Linked DNA regions of Ovis aries: region 1 is linked to region 2. Evidence: chromatin contacts called from public Hi-C data. All regions are on one chromosome and are shown on one strand. Each heading gives the region's core, a stretch centred on a gene start, on an enhancer-like site or on the middle of the called end of the contact. The rest is flanking DNA. Distances are from core to core; before and after follow the strand shown. Region 1 holds the start of CAMK1D (calcium/calmodulin dependent protein kinase ID). Region 2 has its middle 49 kb from the start of CAMK1D.

Region 1 (6,550 bases), core at 1,761-4,260, 49 kb before region 2:
GGTTGCTGGACTTGGCCCCGGGGGGGAAACAGGAACTCTTAATTTTGGACCACTTCTATAAAGTCCAAGAGACAAAAAGATGTTGATAATCCAAAAGCTTTGACAAGTTACATGTTTGGATGACAGGTTACCCCCTAATTATGTTTTAACTTAATATTAAAATTAATGTAATTCTTTAATGTTAAAATTAGCCTTCTAAATACAAAAGTGAGTCAAATTATTAACATTTGCTGTTACATAATCCACAGTGGCTCAATCCCATATGCATAATTATAAGTTGTTCTGCCTAGTATCAGCTTCACTTAATAAGCAGCTCCTGTTTAGCAGGTCACTTAATTCTCTTTGCCTCAGTCTTCCCATCTGCCAAGTGGGGATAATAGTAAATACCTACCTTATCAGGTTATCTTGAGAATAAAATGAGTTAATATCCATAAGGCACTCAGGGTATCAACTGGTACTTGGTATTCATTTAATAAAGTCACCTACAATTACTACTACTATTATTATCACCATGCTATTGAGTGAAAACATTTTGATCATTTTATTGTTTGTGTTTTGCTCTTCGAGAACTCCTGCCAGCAGGAAGGAACCATAGCCTGAAGCTCCTTTTCAAAGAATCCTTTCCAAGACAGAAGGCAAAGCTTTGGGATCCTAACAGAGACCCATCCCCAGCCTCTAAGGGGAACGTGGCCAGATTTCAAGAGACTGTTTTGCAAGAGTTCTATGTTCTTTTCGGCACCCATCAAGCATGTCCCCATCCTGCCCAGAAGTGGAACCACCACAGTCATCCTCAAACAGTGCCGACCACAGGAGGAGCCACTCAAATGAAGCCACAGCTCACCAGGCTGAGCATCCCAGACCACTGAAGAGGTAGAGCCTCAGGGCTCTCCTGGGGAGCAGGAGACAGTCAGGGGAGGTTGTATCCATCTGTCTGGAAGCTGCAGGCAGAGGGACCAGCTCTAGGAGTTCGGGTGAGGATGTGCCAAGCAACACATCCTCCTACCTTAGGACTCCACTCTCTCCAGCCCCCTCACCCTCAGCCACATGAGCATTCTCAGGATGACCACAAAGGACATGCTTCTTCTTTCTCAGCAACTTAACCATCTCAAAGTCACTCCCCCAAACCCAAATAAACCTCAAGGGTAATTTTCTAAAGTTCTGACCAAACCTCACCCCTTATCTGGCCGTGCTAACGCAAAGCTCTTTCTGTTTTCTTTTCAACAAAGACAAAAAGTCTACACCCACAGGTAGACTGGGTCCCTGAAGTGAGCACAAAACCTGGGAGACCCTATTCTCATTCTAGGTAAGTGGGAATCTCCAGGACCAGAAGCATGGAGGGATGCTTCACAACTTGGCTTTGGAGGACCCACTTCAGATATTGGGGTGGGGAGGGAAAATGACCAAGCAACTCAGTGGACCCTGAGTATGGGGCAGAAAACAATCTGGGTTTGAAAATATGGTTCTGAAAAAGCAAACCAACCACAATGACAAGCAAAAGGGGATTAAGAGGGCAGGAAAGAAGAGCATCCTAATTTGTCTTGTGAAACACCTCCTCTTTCTCTTAGCAGCTTGACCAACACCTCCATGAACCCCTGCAAAATGTTCGGCTCATACAGCAGGTATGTGTGTGAATATATATGCTTACATACTGATCACATGAGGGGAGGCAATAATTCCAACTCCAGGTTCTTCCAGCAGCAACCGATCCTCTTTCACTATCAGCCTCCCTACCTATTCTGAGGTGCTTCGAAACAAAACAAACAAAAAACAACTCTTGGGCAGAAAAGGAACAGCAGCTGAATGGAGAAGCACATGCTTGAGCCTTCCTGACATCGACTTCTGGTTATTTCTGCTTTCTTGCGATCAGCCACCAGCCTCGGACTACACACAGGCCTGGAGAGGAACCGTGGGTACAAAGACCCTCGCAGACCCTCCTTGGTGACCCGCACTCCAGAGTGTGCTGCTGAGCCTGGTGAAATGGACTGACGTTCAGGTAAGGCTCGGCCCACACGTGACCCTGCACACTGCGAAATTCCTCCCTTCCCTAATTGCGCGGCCATCCAAAGTCTTGCCTACATCGAGTACGTGCGGATGTCAATTCTCTAAGAATACATGATGTTAGAACAGAAATGGGAATGCCCGGAGCCGGATTTCCTCGTGACCACATCTCTCGCTGACACGGTGCGCCTGTGCACACAGTGAGTAGACGCACGCAGCCGGTAAACAGGAATATCCACCATGCTCAGCCCACAGTCACGCGTGGGGAGAATGAGTTGAGAGGGCGGCTGTGTCAGGGAAGTGAAAAGTCGCCCGCCTGCGACTGTCCCTGAAATCCCAGGGCCCCTCCCCGCCCCCGCGCGGCGCCCCCTCGTGCACGCGGGGCGCAGACCCACGCGGCGGACACGCGGGGGGCTCCGCAGAGCCGGGAATTGGACAATGAGGACGCGGCGACCCTCCGGTTCCTGCCGCGGTGGCGGCGACGGCGGCGGTGGCAGCGAGAACCACCTCTGCACCCGCGGCCGCTGCCACCTCCACCCTCTTCTTCCCGCTCCCCACTTACGTTCCGAGGGTCTCCTTGAACTCGAAGATTTTCTTGATGTCTTCAGCTTGCTTTTTCCAGGAGGAGCTGCTCTCGCCGTTCTCCCGGGCCATGGCAGACGAGGGCGGCGTGCGCGGAGGGCGGCGAAGCAGAGCGGCCAGGGGCGCAGGGGGCCGGGGTGGGCGCGCGAGGAGGGGGCGCCGGGGGGCGGTGGCGCGAGTGCAGCGGAGGCGCGGGCGGCGGCGCGCCGGTCCAGGAGGGCTGGGCGGGCGGTGCGGGGATGCTCGGCGCGGGAGCCGAGGAGACTTGGTGCTGCGGCAGAGCTTCCTCTTCTGCAGTTTCCTCTTTCACTCTCGCCGCCGCGGTCCCTCCCTGGCTCTTATTTCTGCGCGTCTCGGGCACAGACTTCCTGCCGCCGCTCGCCCGGCTCCTTTGCTGCCGGCTGCCAGCCTCACTTTCTGCTACTTTCTTGCCTCCCTTCTCCTCCCTCCCCGCCGCCCGCCCTGCTCCCTCCCCCCTCCTCCTCCCGCGGGCTCCCCGCCCTCTTCGTGCTCCCCGGCCGCCTCCCGCCTCCCCGCCTCCCGCGCGCTGCCGCCTTCGGGGATGTCCTGCTCCCCGGGAGCGCCGTGCCCCGGGCGCGGGGGCACCGCCGTCGCCGCCCGGTCACGCTCCCAGCCGCCGCGCGAGCCCTGGAGCCCGGGAAAGGGCAGGTGCAGGGAACCCAGGCAGGTGCGGAAGTCGGGGAGCTTGCTGAAGGACCCCGGCCCTCCGGGGCTGCCTAATTAATTCTGCAAAGTCAAGTCTGGGGGCGCGAGGGCTTTCCTCCCTAGCGGCGGGAGGGGGCGCCTCTGCGCTGCGCTTGGACGCGACTGGAAGGGGGCGGGGGTGCGAGGCCGCCCGGATGCGGGGCGCCAAGGGCGGGGGCGTCCTCCCCGGGCGTCCCGGCGCGGCGCGGGGCTGGGCGGGGGCCGGTTGTTATGGCGACGAAAGGCGGCGGCGGGGATGCTGGCGGAGGTGGGCGTTGACTCGGGCCGCGAGGCGCCGGCCGGTGGCTGACGCTCCCGGAGCCTCACGACTTGGCGACTGGAGCTAATTCGCATTGCACCAAAATCGGCGCTCGAGTCCAATAACGGCCGGGGGAGGGGGCCGCGCAGCGAGGGAGCCGGGAGCCCTGGAGCCAGGGACGCGCAGGACGTGCCAGGCGCTGCATCGTTTTCCCTTGGGGAGCTTTACTACCGGGGTTATCTGGCGGCCGGGTGGCGGGTGTATTCGGGCTCCGTGCACCGCCCAGGCTACCTCAGGCCTGGGGCTGGAGCGGGCCTGGGCGGGCCTGGACCGGCCTTCGCTCCAGCTCGACTCCTCTTGGTCTCTTCCTCTCTCCATCGGCCGAAACCCAGAGACTTAGAAGAAAGTGAAGCTCTGCCCTACACCCTCCTCGCCAGGAGGGCTGCCCCTCGTACCCCCGCCGCGCCGGGTTTAGTAGGGCACCCTGTCGTAGGGCATATACCTGGAAATGGCGTTTCCAACAGACTGGAGAAACGCGCCCAGAGCTCCCCACCCCCTCCCCAGGCCGTTCATCGCCGAGGTACAGCCTGACTGCCCATTCTTCTTCCACGTCCACCTGTCAGAGGGCGATCACTTGCGGATACCCATCCTCAACCTGCGGGGACTATCTCTTGTTTCAAAAAATTGTAGTTTTCTTCAATTAGACTATCACTCCCTGAGGGCCCCTCGACTGAGTTGGATAAACAGCCGTATGTCTTGATTGCTGACACCTGTCCCAGGACTGTTCCAATTTCACTGTGAAAGGGGGGGGGGGGGGGGGGAGGGGGATTCTACTGCCTGAAAACTTATTTAGCACCTTCTTCCTCGTTCTGACAGGCTGGATGCAGGCTTACTGCCCTCCCAAAAGCCGTCTGGACTCCCCTCCGGCCTCTACTTTTTCCCTCACCCAATGAGGTGGGAAGATAACCTGGCCTGCCCAGTCCCCCAAATCTGCGTGCTGGATTCTGCCTTTCAGGGGCTGTTAGCATAAAGCTCTCCAGGCTGGGGAGAGCAAATAGGGGATCTTGCTAAACTGACTAAATCGACAAACCCAAATTCCACCGTGAATTACTAAGGAACCTCTCAAAGTTGGGGCCTATCACCAAAAGCAAACAGCACCACGTCAAGAAGAAATATGTTTGAAGAACTGTACATAGGAGAAGTCTATTGGGGTCAAAGGTTAGGCAGTAAGAAGAGTAGGAGCCAGGCATGACTAAGATCCCAAGGGACATTCTCCCGAACCGGCCATATGCATGCGCTCATCCTTTTTCGCCCTTTTCCCTTCCTGGCACTTCTTTTTGGCCTGTTCTTCCCTATTTCACTCTTGCTCCTTGCCTACAGATTATCGTGCCACAAGAGCCCACGGTAATCCTCAGTCTCAGCTTATGTCCACATAACTAAATAAGTGGTGATGCTAAAGAAGCGTTGTACCGTTGGAAGTGCTATAGGGAGCTTCCTGTTTCTTTTGAATTTTCCATGTGCATGCATGCTAAGTCACTTCAGTCTTGTCCGACTCTGTGGGACCCTATGGACTGTAGCCCACCAGGCTCTGTCCATGAGATTGTCCAGGAAACAGTACTGGAGTAGGTTGCTGTGTGTCTTCCCAGGGATCTTCCTGACCCAAGGATCGAACTCCCATCTCTTAGGTCTGCATTGGCAGGCGTGTTCTTTACCACCAGTGTCACTTGGGAAGCCCCTGAATTTTCCAAATGATATCCATTCAGAGCACTAAGTTATCCTCAGCTGGACTGGATCCTACAGAAAAAAAATCAAAAGTTTAATGGGAGTTGAGATCAAACCAAAGGAATGATACAAAGAAGGAGGTGGAAATGCAGAAGACAAATTCAGTCTGGCTTTAGCATGGTCATTCCTCTCTTACTGGACACCATGTGAAATAAGAGATCTTGACCTTGGGAACTACAATAGAAAACAAAACCACTGTTCCCTAAGAATGATTAAACCTTAGCCTGTAAATGGCTTAATTCTGTTTGCTTGAGGACCCTTGATTGGATGACCATTTCCTCCAGCTACCGTGTTTTTCTAGAGGACTAGGTGATGGCTGTGAACTCTTCATTCCACTTCAACTCCCATCGTCAATCAGTTATTGCCTATCAGTCAAAAGCTGTTCATTCCCTAACAATTCCACTGCATAAAGCTCTGCTAGATATTCTAAATTACTAACCTCTATGTCCCAAGTCTTTATATTTCCTTAAAGCCCTTAAAATTTTTATTAAAGAACCTGAAGAACAAGTTGTTTAATAACCCATCATTAAGGACTTACCAATTTAGTGCCTATCGAACTCTCTCCAATCAATAGACCTGCCAATAGATCAGGCTTGTGTGGCCCAGATTCAGAATTGGGTGGGTGGTGTGGGGGAAATATATAGTATCTAAAGCAAATGTGTAGATTATAGCTGAAAATCTCTAAATTACCTCTATTCAGCCTTTGGGGCTTCCCAGGTAATTCAGTGGTAAAGACAGCCTTTAGTACCTAAAATGATAAACCAGGAGCACAAGCTGGGGTGGTAGAAAGAACTAGAAAGTCTGGGAAACTAGGCTTAAGTTCCAAGTCTGTTGCTAAATTTTTCTTTTTTTATTTTTTTGGCCCAACTAGGAATCAAACTCAAACCTTTGACAGTAAATACATAAAGCCCTAATCACTGGACCACCAGGGAATTCCCTCAAAATTTATTTTTTAAAATTGTATATGACAAGAACTTGCTCATATAGGACAAGATGATAAAAGGAATTAAAACTGAAGCTGAAATGCTTAGGAAAGAATCAGGAAACAATAAAATCACAGATATAAAGACTACATTGGAAATGGAACAAGGAAATTGACTTCAAAAAACTTTTAAAAGGATATAGAAAACAAGAATAGTGAGAAAATAAAATGGAAATGGGCAAAGATGAGCTGGAAAGTTATATGAAACATGAAGTTCAACATATTCATAAATGCCTTCTGAA
Region 2 (6,728 bases), core at 1,859-4,358:
TCACATTTGCACTATGACCATCATAAACCATCCCTCTCTAATAAACTATATGTGCCTGCAGGGAGCCTGGAAGGTATTAAACCGACTTGAAAAAGTCATGATAAGATTATGGATGCATTGTTTTCTTTTGCATCTTCCTATTAAGCTCAACATTCAGAAAATGAAGATCATGGCATCTGGTCCCATCACTTTATAGGAAATAGACGGGGAAACGGTGGAAACAGTGTCAGACTTTATTTTTTGGGGCTCCAAAATCACTGCAGATGGTGACTGCAGCCATGAAATTAAAAGACACTTACTCCTTGGAAGAAAATTTATGACCAACCTAGATAGCATATTCAAAAGCAGAGACATTACTCTGCCAACAAAGGTCCGTCTGGTCAAGGCTATGGTTTTTCCAGTAGTCATGTATGTATGTGAGAGTTGGACTGGGAAGAAAGCTGAGCGCCAAAGAATTGATGTTTTTGAACTGTGGTGTTGGAGAAGACTCTTGAGAGTTCCTTGGACTGCAAGGAGATCCAACCAGTCCATCCTGAAGGAAATCAGCCCTGGGTGTTCTTTTGGAAGGAATGATGCTAAAGCTGAAACTCCAGTACTTTGGCCACCTCATGCGAAGAGTTGACTCATTGGAAAAGACTCTGATGCTGGGAGGGATTGAGGGCAGGAGGAGAAGGGGACAACAGAGGATGAGATGGCTGGATGGCACCACTGACTCAGTGGACTTGGGTTTGGGTGGACTCCGGGAGTTGATGATGGACAGGGAGGCCTGGCGTGCTGCAATTCATGGGGTCTCAAAGAGTCAGACATGACTGAGTGACTGAACTGAACTGATATACCTGTAATAGTATTTTGGTACATAAAAATAACTTCACAAAAAAGGAAATATCCTCATTCAGACCAGTTTTTTACTCAGAAACCAGGAGAGGCAAGGGCGGTCGGCCTGGGCTGCTGGGTCCCTTCCTTGCTCATTGCCCTTGGCTGTCAGCTGGCCCCACAGGCTCGTCTCCTCTTGGAGTTCACTTTGTGATGCTTACGTGGGCAGCCTCTCTGATTCCTATCTGAAAGGCTCCATCCTTTCTCGATTTCTCAACTCAGTAGATGGGCACTGTGTCTCTACTGTCCCCCTTTACTGATTTCGTCCCTCACCCACCATGCGAGCAAGCGCACAAGCGTGGCGGGTCTCCTTTGACTCTGACGGACGAAAAAAGCTGTGTTTTCCAGGTCAAGTGCTGCCTGGAAGCCTCTTTTCTAGTGTTCAAAAGCCCTAATCCAGATGATTAAGTGGGGCTTTGCTGTTTAACTGCTTGGTGTCCTGCGTGTTGCTTCTGTCTACACAATACCAAGTTTGGGGTAGGGCCATAAACACTTCAAGCAAGAGAGTGCTTAAGACCAAAACTGAGTCCCCAGTTCAAGCTCCACTCACTGTTTGTCAAGAACAGGGACTCTTCTATTAATATTTCAATATACATAGCTCATAGTAGTTGCAAATTGCAATGTACTGGGACTTCCCTGGTGGTCCAGTGGCCAAGAGTCTATGCTCCCAATGCAGAATCCAGCCCTGGTCAGTGAACTAGATCCCACATGTCTCAAGTAAGAGTTCACAGGCCACAACTAAAGACCCCACATGCCACAACGAAGATCCAAACTACAACCTGCTTACTATGGACTTACTACAGCAAATGAAGACATGGACATCAGTCACCTTGGCAGCTCAGGCATGATGAACTCCACAGACATTTTATTTAGCATTTATTGGCACCTACTGTGCACCAGGCACACTAAGCACCGCAGACAAATTCCCGTGATTTAAAAGAACTTATAAGCTATGCGTTCCAACCATCCAGTAGGCTCTTATATCCAATTTACACCCTCTCCACTCAGAATAACTCTTAGGAGGAGCTCACGGATTCGTAAAGCTGTCCATCCCACTTTTGGTAAGGTTCTCCCTGAGGTTATTTCATAATTCATCAGTTATGCAGACGGAACTGTTGCCAGCTAACACCTCTTGCTAAGAGCATGAATTACTCCTGTCCCGAAGTGTCCCAGCCACCTCTTACCCTGTGACTCAGCAAGATGGCAGATGGGGGACTTTCCTGGTGATCCAGTGGTTAAGATTCTGCGCTTCCAATTCAGGGGCTTGAACCTTGGTCAGGGAAATAAAATCCCACATGCTGCAGTCCCCCCTGCCCAAAAAAGGCAGACAGTTTGTCAGACCTGAAAGTTGACAATTCACCAAACAGATGCTGTGTATCATGATATCAGTCAGAAATAGGTGGTTTCCAGTGTCTAGATGCTAGATTTTAGATGTTTGCTTGATGTTCAGCCTGTGCAATCAGGGCCCAACAGGAGCAAATTAATCTTTTAGGCTCTTGGATGATGAGTCACAAATTCCATAAAAGGCCCACTTCCAGCCTCTGGCACTGAAGATTAATAGCTCTTCACCCTGAGTGTTTAAGTGTTTGATCCTCTGGAGACAGATGCATTCTCACAGGGAGTCCTGACCAAGAGTTCTGACCCCACCCTGGTTATGAGGAAATGCTTTGCCTAAGAAGCAGAAGTTAATAGAGGTGGAGAGGCTTGATGGCTGAAGGAAACAGCTTGAAAGAAAAATCTTATTTAAAGTTTTAAAACTTAATTATGCTAGAAGATGAAGCAAAGTGTTCAAAATGTTTATGGGGAATGGCTTTGAATTTAGAGTTCTCTGCCCACTCAAATTGTCAGTCAGATGTGAAGGGACAAAAAGACACTCTTGGGCATGCATGTGTGAACTCAGAAGGTGGTTGCCCATGTCTCCACCATGAAGAGATCACTCAGAAACTACACTGGCAAAAAGAGAGAGAGAGAGAAATTTAATAAAGGGAAAGAAATGGGGTAGAACCCAGGATGTGTGCAATTAGGCTGGAAATTCGGAGAGCCTTCTGTGAAGCAATGAAATTATAGCAAGAAAAGACTGAAATTCTGTCTCCATAGGTCCATTCACACTTTGATAGGGTTCTTCCTGAGTAACTCAAAGCTCTCTAAAAAAACAGAAAGTATCTCCACTGAGCCTGGCCTTCGATCCGTCTCGTCTTCCTCCTCAGTGACTCATTCACTGACACACCCACAATAGTGCTCCACTGGGGCTGACTCAAGCAATGTCCAGCCCCTGGCCAGGCAGTGTTCCAAGCGGTCCACCTCTGACCATCTGTAGGGGATTTCCTACTGCAAGAAAGGAAGGACGACCGAGTTCATAGTTCTTGAGTCTGTCATTGATGGCTAATTTTCTGAGGCCAAAGTCAGGACATAAGACTTGAGTGTCAAGTTAAAATATACTTACCTGAACTGAATGGACAGAATATTCAAAACCAGGCAGTTCTTGAAAAATGGGATATATAACTATCATTATTGTCTTGTGATGTTTGTCTGAGACACAAGGCAGATGTGAAATTCTGAGGTCCTGACCCAGTGGGCACGTGGATAATAACCCTTTGACATGAATCTCTTCTTTTTTTAATATTCACTTTCTTATTTGGCTGGGTCATATTTGCAGCACTTGGAATCATTAGTTGCAACATGCAAATTCTTAGCTGTGGCACATGGGATCTAGTTCGTTGTTGTTGTTGTTGTTGTTGTTGTTGTTGTTCAGTTGCCCAGTCATGTCTGACTCTTTGTTACCACATGGACTGCAGCACACCAGGCCTCCCTGTCCCTCACCATCCCCTGGAGTTTGCCCAAGTTCATGTTCATTGCATCAGTGATACGCCAGCCTGACTAGGGATCAAACCCAGGCACGCTGCATTGGAAACTTGGAGTCTGAGCCACTTGGACCACCAGGGAAGTCCTTAAATGCCTTCTTTGAGGGGTCCTCCCAGTGACACTCTCACCTGGGCAGGGGAAAGATATTTGGTGCTTTAACAGGCTTATACCTAGGCACTCCTATAAATCTACAGTCTTTAGAAATCTATTTGATGATTATAAGGGCTTATTGATTGGGGGTGCAGGGAGAGAGAAAGTATTTGACAACTCAGACTCTCCTCTTTTGTCCCTAAAAATGGACCCCACACTGTGTCTCCCACTTAGCAAACAAGTTCCTCCTTTGGAAGGCAGTTAGGGAGCTTGCTGTTGTTACTCTAGCATTACCTCTAGGGTCCGGTGGGATAATCTGTTTTTAAGATTTGTTTTATTTATTTGGCTGCATCAGGTTTTAGTTTCAGCATGCAGCATCTTTAGTTGTGTCTTGAGGGCTTAGTTGTCCCTCAGCATGCGGGATCTTAGTGCCCCAACCAGGGTTTGAACTTTGCATTGAAAGGTGGATTCTTAACCACTGGACCACCAGGGAAGTCCCTGGGGTTGGGGATATTAACTTCACTTAAACAACTTATTGAACAACTTGTTCTTCCTACCCCTTAGAATATCCTACCTCAGAACAATTCTGAAAAATATGACTTTCTATCTCACCACTTTTCCATGATATATTAATGTCTCTTAGCAATTGATGCCACTTTGGCCACCTCATGCGAAGAGCTGACTCATTGGAAAAGACTCTGGTGCTGGGAGGGATTGGGGGCAGGAGGAGAAAGGGATGATAGAGGATGAGATGGCTGGATGGCATCACGGACTCGATGGATGTGAGTCTGAGTGAACTCCGGGAGTTGGTGATGGACAGGGAGGCCTGGCGTGCTGCGATTCATGGGGTCGCGGAGAGTCAGACACGACTGAATGACTGAAGAACCATATAAGCTAACTGGTCTACCCCTCAATGCCTTTTGAACAGAAGCCCTGAGGAAATGCTACAACTCTAGGAACCAGTATTGAGAGATGGATCTCTGGGCCTACCTCCTCTCTTTGGGGCCCCTGCAAAGGGCCCACTCGTCTTGGCCTCCAGACACCCTGGTGCCAGCTGAGAGGGAAGGTAAGAACCAGGAGGAGTCTTTTCCCTCTGGAGGTTATATCACCCTTGGTGAACTCTGCCACAAGAGGGAGATAAGGGCTGAGAGGCTTGTTTCCCACAGAGTTTGTTTCACGCCCAGTAGACACATGCCCCAAATCCAGAGAGGCCGTAGGCGCCTTGCAAATATTTACCTGGCTACATGGCAACAGGGCAGTACTATTTAACAGAAAAGGCACATGCCCTGCACTTCATTCTCTCCACACACATAAAAAAGGCCACTTTCTTTTCTGTGACTATCTCTCCATGTGAAGATTGCATTCCTTTCATTTCCAAATCATCCAGTTATCCAGGGTTTAAACATCCAACAGAGATGATATCAGATTTGCCTTCACGTGTGAAGTGGCCATCACTCGGCCTTGGATTTCAGATTCATCCTCGTGTTCTCAGAAATGAGAACCACAGCACTGCAGACTTTCCTTGACCTGCTGCATATCTCCTACTGATAAATTAAGAACACCCTGGTGGCCCAGATGGTGAAGAATCTGCCTGTAGTGCAGGAGGCCCGGGTTTGATCCTGAGGTTGGGAAGATTCCCTGGATGAGGAAATGGCAACCCACTGCAACGTTCTTACCTGGAAAATTCCATGGACAGAGGAGTCTGGCAGCCTATGTCCATGGGGTCACAAAGAGGCAGACATAACTGAGTGACTCACACACACACACACACACACACACACACACACACACACACAAGTGTTTGGTGCTTACAGAAATCCATAACAGAGCACGATAGAGAAAGGAACCAGGACATGATCTTCCTTTTCATCAGGAGCTGAGGGAAAAAATTAAGTGCTTTCAGAGACCCACCTAACTGAGCGGCCTTCTCCTCGAAATACGTAAGCAACTGTGGGCTTGGTACCATGGCAATGGCGTGTTACTAGAAAACTTGTCAAAAGGTCAAGCTCATATGAAGAACAAGGGGAAGGCCTTAGTCACTGAAAACTCACACAGCAAGACAGGCAGTTGCCTCTGTGTGAACAGCACTCTCAGATGTGCCGTATGCCACAGCTGGGAAGCACAAGGGCCTCCTGCAGGAGGAACGGCACACACGTTAACAACCATCTCGTCAAGCAGCACTTGCATGGCACCATCTTGTGGTGAATCCATTTAGCAACTTGAGAGAAAGAGGAAGCCCATTTTTTCCATTTTATTAATTTTGTGATGTGCAGTATTTACACTCTTTTTGATAAATTTAAATAGATTGAGCTTCTACTTCCTAATGATACAAAGGAGTTCAGGATACATTTTCCATTGGATCTAAGAGTGAATAAATACTGACTGAGATTTCCCCACCCCAAAGTCAGTGACTGTGAAATTCAGGAAACAGATACACACTACTATATAAAAAATAGACAAACAACAATGACCTACTGTATAGCACAGGGAACCAGATTCAATATCTTATAACAACTTAAAATGGGAAAGAATCTGAAAAAATATGTGTGTGTGTGTGTACACATATATAGGGAGAACGGAATCACTTTGTTGTATACTTGAAACTAACATAACATTGTCAATCAATTACAGTCCAACGAAAACTAAATACATAATAATAAACAAAATCAAGGAAAATTTTTGAGCAAGACATTTGTTTCACAGAAAATTATTTTTTAATGACAATTACCTTTCTTTATTTGAGAAAAAAAAAAAACTTCATCCCAAGGTTCAGGTGATTCCATTGTACAACCTCATTTCCAGGCAATTTCAAAGATAAGGGAATTTTTCCAGATACGATCATTGATGGATTGGTTTCAAACAACCTGAAAGGAACATAAGGGCCTGAGCACATGAGTCTATAT

Evidence for each region. Hi-C and Micro-C count contacts between places; a contact is called where the count stands out from the background.
Region 1: a Hi-C map of tail adipose tissue shows a contact between it and region 2, with 4 times the contacts expected there. The contact joins the promoter of CAMK1D here to the enhancer-like site in region 2. A contact is called at or near these places in 7 of 16 Hi-C or Micro-C datasets (blood, hypothalamus, liver and 2 more).

Annotation. Positions count from the first base shown.
Region 1 is chr13:16,275,748-16,282,297 of ARS-UI_Ramb_v3.0, reverse strand. CAMK1D (calcium/calmodulin dependent protein kinase ID) reads right to left here and starts at 3,010. Exons shown (of 11, transcript XM_027976539.2): 1 at 2,561-3,010. The coding sequence starts at 2,652.
Region 2 is chr13:16,227,146-16,233,873 of ARS-UI_Ramb_v3.0, reverse strand. No RefSeq gene overlaps it. Among named protein-coding and RNA genes, the nearest start is that of CAMK1D, 49 kb to the left of the region's middle. Within about 2 kb of position 3,108, at least 10 of the 54 cell types and tissues checked have an H3K27ac peak or open chromatin away from gene starts, as enhancers often do. A contact at or near this core is called in tail adipose tissue, where this site is marked.